Linked DNA regions of Zea mays: region 1 is linked to region 2. The links are chromatin contacts, called in public Hi-C maps. All regions are on one chromosome and are shown on one strand. Each heading gives the region's core, a stretch centred on a gene start, on an enhancer-like site or on the middle of the called end of the contact. The rest is flanking DNA. Distances are from core to core; before and after follow the strand shown. Region 1 holds the start of LOC103632819 (trimethyltridecatetraene synthase-like). Region 2 holds the start of LOC100381761.

What was found. Hi-C and Micro-C count contacts between places; a contact is called where the count stands out from the background.
Region 1: a Hi-C map of leaf shows a contact between it and region 2, with 7 times the contacts expected there. The contact joins the promoter of LOC103632819 here to the promoter of LOC100381761 in region 2. A contact is called at or near these places in 3 of 25 Hi-C or Micro-C datasets (ear, leaf and tassel).

The regions. Positions count from the first base shown.
Region 1 is chr7:126,953,252-126,959,312 of Zm-B73-REFERENCE-NAM-5.0, reverse strand. It overlaps LOC103632819 (trimethyltridecatetraene synthase-like), which reads right to left and starts at 2,779. Exons shown (of 2, transcript XM_008654552.4): 1 at 1,612-2,779; 2 at 486-1,307. The coding sequence starts at 2,532. The coding sequence ends at 675.
Region 2 is chr7:127,094,098-127,099,361 of Zm-B73-REFERENCE-NAM-5.0, reverse strand. It overlaps LOC100381761, which reads right to left and starts at 1,401. Exons shown (of 2, transcript NM_001174563.1): 1 at 769-1,401. The coding sequence starts at 1,231.

The sequences.
Region 1 (6,061 bases), core at 1,530-4,029, 140 kb after region 2:
ATTTCGGGTAGCAACTTGTAAAACCCGAATTTAGTTCGGGTAATTCGGGTATCACAATCGGGTATCCGAAATACCCGAATTACCGAAACTTTCATATGTCATGTACTCATGTTATGGTTAATTTTTAATTTATACATTTATAATTATGTGTATGTGTGCATAACTTGTGATTGTAGATTGCTTGTGTTTTATATGTCCATGTATATCATTATTCAAACTATATTTTTATACTAATTTAATAGGGTGTATGTGTTTTTATGAAGCTGATACAATAGTTCGGGTAGTTCGAGAATACCCGAACCCGAAATTTTGGGTACCCGAAATTTCGGGTATTGCAAAACCCGTTGTAGTTTTGGGTATCGATTTTCAAAACCCGAAATTTTAAAAACCCGAATTACCCGACCCGAGAATTTCGAGTAACCCGAACGCCCGCCCCTAGGAATGTGATAGACACTTCCGTCTTTGTAGTAGAGATATGCTCGATCTGAGAAAAGTAGGAGTATTTTATCTAGGTTGTATAAACGTATAGTATAATATAAAATTGATTACACCATTATTCCACTATAACTATAGTGTCACAACGCAGCGCATGACGCAAGCTAGCACACGCGCACTGAACAGTGGACAGCAACGCCAAAAATGGTGACTGCGCTGCACAACCACTCACACATCGATCAAGGCTCGGCGTAGAGGTGCGCCGGCAGCTTGGGCTGAACGACGGCCTCGAGCGGGAACTTGCGCGGCGTGGACAGGCCAAAGATCTCCTCCATGCTGAGCTCCTCCATGGTCACGCCGTCGGGGAGGCTCCACGCGAAGCCGTGCAGCAGGTTAGCGAGGCTCACCTGGATGACCTTGAGGCCGAGGCTGTACCCAGGGCACATCCGCCGCCCGGACCCGAACGGCAGCAGCTCGTAGTCCTGCCCCTTCACGTCCAGCCTGCTGCCAAGGAACCGCTCCGGCATGAACTCCTCCGGCGCGTCCCACAGCGCGGGGTCGCGCCCGATGGACCAGACGCTGACGAGCACGCGCGTGCCGGCCGGGATGTCGTAGCCGGCCACGGCCGTGTCCTCGCGCGACAGGCGGGGAACCAGCATGGGTGCCACCGGGTGCAGGCGCATCGTCTCCTTGACGATTGCGTCCACGTAGGGGAGGCTGGGGATGTCCTTCTCTGTCACCCAGCGGCCGCGGCCGATGACGCGGTCCAGCTCCTCCGTCGCCTTAGCGATCACCTCGGGCTTCTTCAGGAGCTCCGAGATGGCCCACTCCACTGTGACCGCCGAGCTCTCCGTGCCACCGGCGATGAGGTCCTGCACGTCAGCACGTGCCATTCCAGAGGGCGGGTCAAGAGAGATTCTTGCACTGGTCATGAACTCAAGATGGAAAAAGCAAAATCTGAGTTCGTTAAAGCACTTGGTTTTGGATTTTTTAAATTGATTTTTTTAAGGCTGTTTGACTAGCTGATTAGTTGTCGGCAACGTGATGTTTGCAGTTCAGAGTTGTTGTACAAAAGTAATTAATAGCGAGATAGATACAGAATCCGACAGCTTCTGATCAGTTCTGACTTCTGAGCAACAGAATCCTACTGCAGCTGGGGAGAGAAGAGAGACTCACCTGAGTAAAAGCCTTGACGCTTTCCCTGTCCAGCTCAACCTCAAGTGTAGGGTCGTCGGCGATCTGCAGCAGCACGTCGACCATGTCCTTGGCGACGAAGCCCTTGCCCTCGCTCAGCCGCCGCTGGTGGTGCTCCTCGACGACGTGCTCCAGGAACCGGTCGAACATCTTGCTGAGCTTCTTCATCCTCTTGATGTACCCCTGCAGGTCCATCCAGTCGAGCCAGGGGATGGAGTCGCCGATGTTGAGCACGCCGTTGAGCAGGAACAGCTCGTCGAGCATCCACTTGAACTCCTCGGGGGTGGTCACGGCCCCGGCGGCCGCCTCCTCCCTGTCCAGGTACTTCTTGCCGAGCACCATGCGCGTGATCACGTTCAGGCTCACCGTGGACAGGTAGTCCTTGAGCATGACGGCGCGGCCGGAGCCGGACGCGGAGTGCAGGTCGCGCAGCAGCACGCGCACCTCGGCGGCGCGGATGTACTCGTACGACTCGAGCCGCTTGGCGCTGAAGAGCTCGGTGAGGCACATCTTGCGCGCCTGCCGCCAGTACGCGCCGTAGGGGGACCAGGTGATGTCGCGGTAGTTGTAGGTGGTGTACTTGCCGGCGGCCGTCTTTGGCCGGTCCGTGAACACCACGTCGTGGGTCTTGAGGAAGAACTTGGCCATGTCCACCGACGAGCCGACCACCACGGGGAACGACCCGAACCGGAGCTGCATCAGCGGGCCGTACTTCCTGGACAACTCGTGGATGGAGCGGTGCGGGAGCGCGCCCACAAGATCGAGGTTGCCGATGATCGGCCACGGCTTGGGACCCGGCGGGAGGTTGTACACGCGGCGGCTGCGGCGGCCGAGGATGGCCTTCAGAAGCATCACGGTGGCGAGCACCACGCCGAGGAAGGACGCCCATGTTGGAAGCTCCATTGTTACGGCCGAGCTAGAGAGGATTGTCGAGTAGAGAGTGTGCAGAGCTGGTGAGGTGGTGCCGGAAGTTGCTTCACCGTACCTTCTTATATAGGAGCGCAGGGATGAACCGCGCGCCTGTGGAAGCTGCTGTGGCACTTGGTGGGGTGGGAAAGGGCAGGGAAATTGGAGACGACTTCACCAGAATAAAACTTGACGAGGGAACGACGACGACGACGACGCGGGTCACCGGGAACTGCACATGACGCAAATACAATTGCAGTATATACAAGTTAGCACATGTGGAGTCCAAATGCTGAAACGGTGTATGTGTATCTGCACATTATCAATCGGTACCGCAAGGTGCACGGAAACCTGACTTGTCTGGCTCCGACTTCAGTACACACATCCTGCCTAGGAATCTATGAGCTTCGTTTCCTGCTTGGTGTTAGTGAAACAAACCGACGTTATGTAAATTTGAGAGATTTGCTGCCATACTCCAAAAATATTTGTAGGCCGTCGATATATATTTCCAATTTATGATAGTTACTTCCTCCACCCCAAAATATATTTCATTTTAAACTAATCACATATTCATTAAGCAACATATGAATGCGGTTTTCATATATGTCTATATTCACTATCATTATTTAAATGAATGTGAACAGAAAAAAGGCTAGAAAGAACTATATTATGAGACGGAGGGAGTATGTTATTAGATCTAACATGCATATATTAATGTTGACATTGAGATAGGCTCGATCGTATATCAACAAAGGATAGCATGTTAGCACTTGTAAATAATTGTGGTCGCAACGAGAACGCAACGAATCGGTAAAACCAAGTAAGAGACTGTTTAGGCTGATGTTGAGCCCGTTCTCCACGTGGTAGACTCTCGAATGTCTCTCGGGAACATCTATCAAGGAGGAGCACGTAGAGGTTACTCTAAGATCAGCAACAACACCTATAACACAATCAAATCTCATTGGGAGACATGATAGACAATAAGGTAGAGAGGAAAGTGGGTAAAAGGACGTAGTAGATGTATTTTTTTGATGAACCGACTTGGAATCTTCATTCGATTGTCCTATCATGTATAAAGAGGTGGTCCTATCTCAGCAGAAACAACTACAAAACATAGTTTGTAAGTTTTTCACATCAAAGTATATTCAAAATTAATTTGAAAACCAAATTGACTCGGACTAGGTAGGAAAAACTAGCTTGGTCAGTTTCCTAACCAACCTAAATTGTTTACTCGGGGCCAACAGAGTGGTCGACCAAGGCAACGCAGCAGGATCGCCTTGGCAGATTTGGGAACCGAGCTGATCGGTTTGTGGGCATCAGAACCGGTCCCGCTGATTTTCTCGGGCATATATCATTTTCCCCCTTTTACTTGTTTCTTCCTTGCATGATGCACCAAATATTTTCTACTTTTTTTAAGAAACCAATGAACTTACTAGCATTGCCCAAATTCTATATTTATATAGTTTTGTTGGTCAACATATGTCCAGCTATTTTTATGTGAATGTTGCAATAACCTGAAAATATAAAAAACATTAAATAATAATGATGCCTAATTTATGAGCTAGTTAACCTCCTTATTTGTTCTAAGGGCAATATATGCATTTTACATTGTTTGAAGAGCACTCTAATCTTCTCCCTAAACACTTAAAAATATTTTCCAAATATCTTTCATTGATTGCTCTAGGGAGATAACCTTCCAACATCTCCAACACATATAAATTTCCAAATATCACTTTAATCACTCTACCAGAACGTGGTAGCTTGGTAACCAATTACTAAACATGTTGCTCTTCATCCTAATTGGTAGTATGGTTTCAATAGTAAATCTCTAACTTGAAACAATTTTCTTTTAACCATCTTATTGTATGCACGAGTAACTTGACCTTTGTCGTTCTCCATATCCTTAAGAGCCTTAATTCTTTTATCTGTCATCAAATCATGATACATAATATATATAGTAGATAAATTATTTTCCTTAGCAAGCTTATATGCATCCAAATTTACCTTGATGAGCAACACAGTCGATTGCCCGTATACCAACTCAAAATATAGTAATCTTTGTGGCACTACTTCTTGATATGTGATGTGCCCATAGAGCTTTAGACAAAACTCCATGTCACCTCATTGGATTGCCCTTGATCTTCTTTTTGATGAGCTTGACTGAAATCTTATTACTGGATTAGTTTGGTCATTAGCTTGAGCATAATATAAATATGCATTAAGCAACTTAATATTATACAACTCAACAAAATTTCATACCTGATTGATACAAATGATGTTCCTTGATTTGTAGTTATTGTTTCAGTGTGTTGAATCTATGTATGATATGCTTAGTAATGAACTCAATTGCCTCCTTATGTGTCATATTCTTCAAAGAAATCACATCAGTTCACCTTGTAAAGTAACCCATAACAACCAAAACAAAATTATGCCCCTTCGAAGATGGGGGATGTATTTGCATAATGAAGTCGAACCCCCTATCCATGAAAATACCATTGCTTGATAATAGGATGTAACATCACACTATGCGCGAACTGAATATTACTAAACCCTTAGCACACCTCACATCCTTCATAGTAGAGAAAACAATCAACCATCATAGTAGGCTAGTAGAAACCAATTCTATGTAAGACCTTTGTGACGTGATTATACTTAGGTGTCCTAAGTTCATAGCCCCTTCGGGGGCCCCGAGCCTTAAAGGACCTAGATATTGGCCACCCTCGAAGTAAGAGGTCAAGAACTCCTTAAAGACCCTAGGGGTAGTAGATGGTCCTAAGCATGTAAGTGCTATTAGTGCTCGACAGGTGGATTTCCCCAAGCACTTGTTACCTTACTACCATATGACATGACAGGCCTGGCGGCTTAGGCTTATAAGTACCCCAGATCATGAGGCCCCTTGAGGACAGGCTTATAAGTACCCTATGATATAAGGGGTTATGGGGACTTAGGCTTATAAGTGCCTTGGGACATGAGGGACCCCAAGTACTTTAGTTTATAAGTGCCTCAGGACACGAGGAGCCTCAATGACTTATAAGTGCCTCGGGATACGACAAGACCAATGGACTTAGTCTTATGGGTGTCGTGGGGCACAAAAGGACCACATGGACAATCTCTGGTCAATGCCCCACAGAGTAAGATGCCTTGGGGATCTAGAATATTTTATCCTTCAGGTCCTAGGACGTTAGGGGCCTCAGGTATCATAGCGTCTAGGCGTCCCGAAAGGGCTTTGAGCCTTCTAACAGCTGAGTTGTCATTCCATCTAGATATATGTATAATATCATCTAGTGTGAGGCCCTCCCTAGATTGAGGCCAGGGTAGGTTCACGGGACTTGGTGCCATGTAAGAAGTGGCCCCTTATGGTGGCCCCTAAAGTCACTCTTCTGATCTGATATCTTTGAATGCGTCTTGATAGTAACCAGAAATATGAACTTATTTGTACGTTGACAAGGTGTTACCAATCATGTAAATTGTGAAGCTAACATTGTAAAGTATGTGACATTATCAAAAGTTGATCAATATGACGTGT
Region 2 (5,264 bases), core at 152-2,651:
ACCAGCACGAATACCATAGTGGCAACTATCTTGGAATGGAGCAATTCATTTTGCCAGACCATGTATTGATTGTACAGTTATATCCTGATTGGAAAAGAGACAATACTAACCTGGTTACAAGCACCAAAGTTCTAGATGATGTCTCAGTATTGCACATACATTAATTTTAATTATGTTTTGAGAAATGTGGTTAGTTATGAAATTATCAGTATGATCAGTAGTTAGTGAGGAGATGAAGATAATCAACAAACAGGAAACTGAACAGATCCTTATTGTGTCAATCTCAGATTCATTTTCCTATTTGATAATTGTGCCAAATAAAAGCAACATTACAATTTCTCAAACATGGTTAAGTACCCTCCTAAATGATTCGACCATAAAACCCTGCCTAATTTTCAATGATCCGGTTCCCTGAAAATAGTTGGGCCCAACATGGATCCCTCTGGTTGCATAGCAGATCGAAGTAAAAAAAATATCCATAATCCACATGGTGAACTCATCAAAGAGAACATTTTATTTTACTCTAGCTTTTCCATAATTTCCTCAGACAAACCATATATGCATGCATAGTCTATGTATGACATACAATATACCTGTAGACTCTACACGAACAATACAGACATGATATACGTGTGGCATAATAGTAGTATACTACACAAGAGCAAAATGCAGCACATGATGCAGATAACAGCAACAGTACGGACACGATATACGGTAGTACAGTATCTAGCCAGCAACCACGCTATTCAGCAACGAGCTGGTGCATACCGCCAGAACCATACGCGGATCCACTGGCGCCAACAAGGCAGGCGGCAACTCCAATCGCCACCGCGGCGAAGACGGCGGCGAAGGCCCTGACCCCCTTCCACTGTGCGTCCATGACGGCGGCGGCGAGCGGTGGCCGCAACATGAAGAAGGACCCGAAGAGGAGAACTGATGCGCAGAATAACGCGGTGAAGCAGACGAGAGTGGCCACGACAGCGGGCCACGGCACGCGGAGGTCGGCCGCCGCCGCCGCGCTGAACGGCTCGACGAACCACGACGCGGACATGAGCGCGGCGACGACGAGGAATGCGAAACGCACGGGTTGGGGAGAGCGCACAGCGGTGACGGCGGTGGCGGCTGGCTCCTGTGGTGTAGCGGTTGGGGGCGGGGTGGTGGTGGAAGAGGGTGGCGGCTGTGGTGCCGCCATGGGGGAAGGGATGGCGGCGCCGGTCGGATGGGCTTCCATGCGACTTGTTCTCCGATGCCGCTGGGCGAATCGGGGGCGTCCAATGAGATTCAGCAATGAACTAGTAGAAGTCTGGGTCTCGGGAATTGCTAGATTGCCTCACGTAGATTGCATTGTTGGGGTTGGGGAAACCAAGCATGGAGCCATGGAGAATGGTTTTTTTGTCCTGTTTTTGCTCCGGAATGAAGAAAAAGCTTCGTTGACTGCAGGGTTTGTGCGTACTTGACTGCCGGGCCCGAATAGCGTAGCTGTGTTCTGTGGGTCTACCTGTCAGTAGTAGGGCCAGACAATTGGCTGCATCCACGTATTGCCGTAGGGATGAAAACGGGACGGGAAATTCCCGTACCGTCCCGTTTCGAATACTGTTTTTTTACCGATCGTTTTTCGAATTGTTCGGGAACCGATTAGAAACGATAAAACGATTTAGCTAGTTTTTCGATCGTTTTCGTATTTTTCGTTTCCGAGTCGCGCTAATACCGTTTTCTACCGTTTTATATAATATGGGATAGATCTAGCATATAATTTATTTAAGTTATATACTTTTGTTGTGTTCAAATGAATGAATAAGCAAAAAACAAATGTTATAATTACACTAACTAATATGGATGATGAAAAAGAGTTGTTTGTGTACTAAATCTTAAAAATTAGGCAATACATCACTTTATTATATTTTTTGTTAAAACTACAGAATAGTTATATTTCCGACTATAGTTTATCGTTTTCGATTGTTTTCGAATAACCGACAATTCTGATCCCGTATTTTGACCGTTGATTTTCGTTTTCGTCCCGACCAAAAAATATGAAAACAAAACCAATTTAGATATTTTTTTCGATCGTTTTCGACCGTTTTCATCCCTAATTGCCGCATTCGTTCCGTGCAGGTGCATCACGTGAGAATGGTAGAGAGCATCTCCAAAGATATCCCTTACGCCCCGTTTAGATCACTGGAATTGAATTTCATTCTAATAATAATAATTTAGGCATATACTCCCTCCGTTTCTTTTTAATTATCGCTGAATAATTTAATTTTGCACTATCCAGCGACAACTAAAACGAAACGGAGGGAGTATCAATTAAGCTAATTCGGTTTTATATAAAATATATTTGTATATTATTATTAGTAAGATGTCGGAGATATTTATGTGCTATATTTTTACTATAGAGGAGTGAGATGAAGAGTGTTATGTAAGTTACAGAGTAGAAACAAATTCTACTACTGTATAAAATCATTTCCCATCTCCCACTCCATGAATTTAAGATAGGCTTATATCTGAACTTTGGAAAGTGGTGGAATGTCAAATTCCAAACTAAATAAGTTACTTTAGTGAGTGAATTCCAATTCCTCTAAAATGAAGGGATCCAAATGTCCCGTTAATGTCTTCCCTCACTTCAAATTCTTAAGAAAAACAAAAAAATAGCCTCCAACAACTTCTCCAAATTTCTTCCAACTTTGTAAGACTAGTTTGATAACCTCATTTTTTCAAGAAATTTTCATTTTTCCTAAACTAATTTCCCTTAAAAAATAGAAATCTCTTAGAAAAACGAGGTTCTCAATCTAATCCTTATAGCCTTAAACCTTCCCTCATTTGTAGTTATAAATAGGGAAAGTTTTGGTTCCCTCGATACTATTTCTCACTGTCACATCACCACTAATTAAGCCAACACATTGCCAATTTTGTTTTCCGCCACCGCATCGCTAATACCCGCGCCGTTCAACCGTTGACCCATACGTCGTAGGCCATCCAGCGCTGGCTATCCACCCTCCACCGGCTCATTTGCCTACCACACACCTTCGCTAGTGTGATCACGTCCCGCCCTCGAGTCGTGCTTCACAAATCACTAGCAACCAGCGACGTCGCTGAAAATAGCCTCATGATGTCTGTCAGTAGGTTAGGGGGTGTTTGGTTTCTAGGGACTAATGTTTAGTCCCTTCATTTTATTCCTTTTTAGTGTATAAATTGCTAAATATAGAAACTAAAATAAAGTTTTAGTTTCTATATTTGATAATTTTGGAACTAAAATGGAATAAAATCTAGGGACTAAACATTAGTCCCTAGAAACCAAACACCCCTAAGTCTTATTTTTTTTCCTCTCTCGACTGTTTTAGAAGAATTTTGATTCTGAGTCAAAGCATCCCACAAACTGCTTGTTTGTGCGTGCAGGTCTGCTACTTCGTTGACGACACCGCGTGCGGCGTGATCCTGCTAAGTGCTAAACAATACAATATGCAACTGAGACAGTGATGACAGATATTTCAGCGCCGCGGCTGCTCCGTACAAGCGCTGATAGGACGTGTACGAACTAGGGGGTGGACGTTCCGATTACTCTTACTCAAAAATTTTAGATCAGGTAGTTTGAATAATTTAAATTTTAGGTCACGAATGCCACAGAATCTATGTAACTGTTAAAGGCAGCACATCAGCTATCTCAATTTGTCGCCAACGCAGTTGACAGTACACAGTAGAAGCAGCGCGAGCAGCTTCCACGTAACATTAATCATGATACAGTAACAGATTCAAACATTCCACTGAGGGCTGGTATGTTCCCTGATGCACAACCAGGGGCAAGAGTAGCATCCTATTCCTGACTAAGACGCCAATCATGGCTAGCTGTTGTGAGATGCCTCGTTCAGTAAACTGGGTGACATGTCGCACATTTGGGTGCAATTGCGAGATACTCGCAAAGTGCCATCACGCCACAGTTCCTCCACCAAACTCAAGGTTCGTATCTACATATGCACAGGTACTATACGCTGGATCATCACAATCGCAGGTATTCCCCCGTTCCGATTCAATTTATATGTCGTTCTAGTTTTTCTAGATACGGAGGGCTCTTTTGGATTGCGGGTTTTTTTCCTATAAAAATAAACTGATTTCTGTGAAATTTCTATATAAATTCCTTTGAAATATTCCTGCTCCAAAGAAACCCTCGACGTTTAATACTTATCCGGACATATTTTATATCTAGATGCATAACAAAATATGTAAGACCAGTAATGCAAGGAAAGGGTGGTACAAAAAAAATATTACCACCTGTTAAGGCCCCGTTTGGATCCGCTTCTCGGCGGCTTTTGGCGGCCAGACGCAGCTTTCCAGTGCCAAATGCACCGTTTCTCTGAGCGCTTTTAGTGAAAACGCTTCGTTGGGACGCAGTAAATGAACGGGGATAGAGAAGCGACTCTAGGCCTACGTCACGGAGAAGCGCCTGATGCCCGCACCACCGACGAGTGTTCGAGCACTTTCGAAGTTCAAGGTTCCATGATGGCAAGTCAATATGTCGGTTTTAATTTGCTTGAGGCTTTTAATTAGGTGGTTTAACTCATGTTCGGAACAGTACATCCATGTGTTGCTGCCATTGCAGTTAAGTGTACCTTTAATCATCACGTTCAGATGTTAACAATACGATAATTTGGACATTTAAGCATATAGATTTCAGACACTGATATTTATTAATCCGGTCTGTATTTATCTGTTTTCTTTTTTTAATCAAAATCTACAATTTCATAATCTGCGTATCCAAACAACCAGATTCTACCCACCAGCTTCTGTCTACCGCAGCCGAACGCCATGGTCTTATGAATGGAAAGGACCGCCAAGTGGAAGAGCACGACGGCGGGGAGCACAACGCATACGACGACGGCCGGACCGATTTGGTTGGCGGCGGCGGCGGCGGCGAGCGATTCGGCGTGCAGCGCCGCTCCCATGGCGAGGCAGAGTCCGATGAAAGGGGTAAGTGGAGATTTCGATTCAGAAAATACAGCAGGCGCTGCTCCGGCTCTCGCGGTTGGGCGGAACAGTAGCCGTGGTGCCCCTGCAGCTCGCCCGCGCGCGACCAGGAAGCTGAGCGAGAAGATGGCCAGGTTGAAGAACACCGTGACGAAGAAGAAGACGACGACTACGACCGGGCACAGATGTTTAGCGGCGGCGGCGGCAAGCTGATCCGTATGGAGCAGCATGCCGAAGCTGATGCAGACTACGAGAAAGAGCATGGAGAGCGAAGTTCTCGGTGCGAAGCCGGCCGGCGCTTCTCCAGC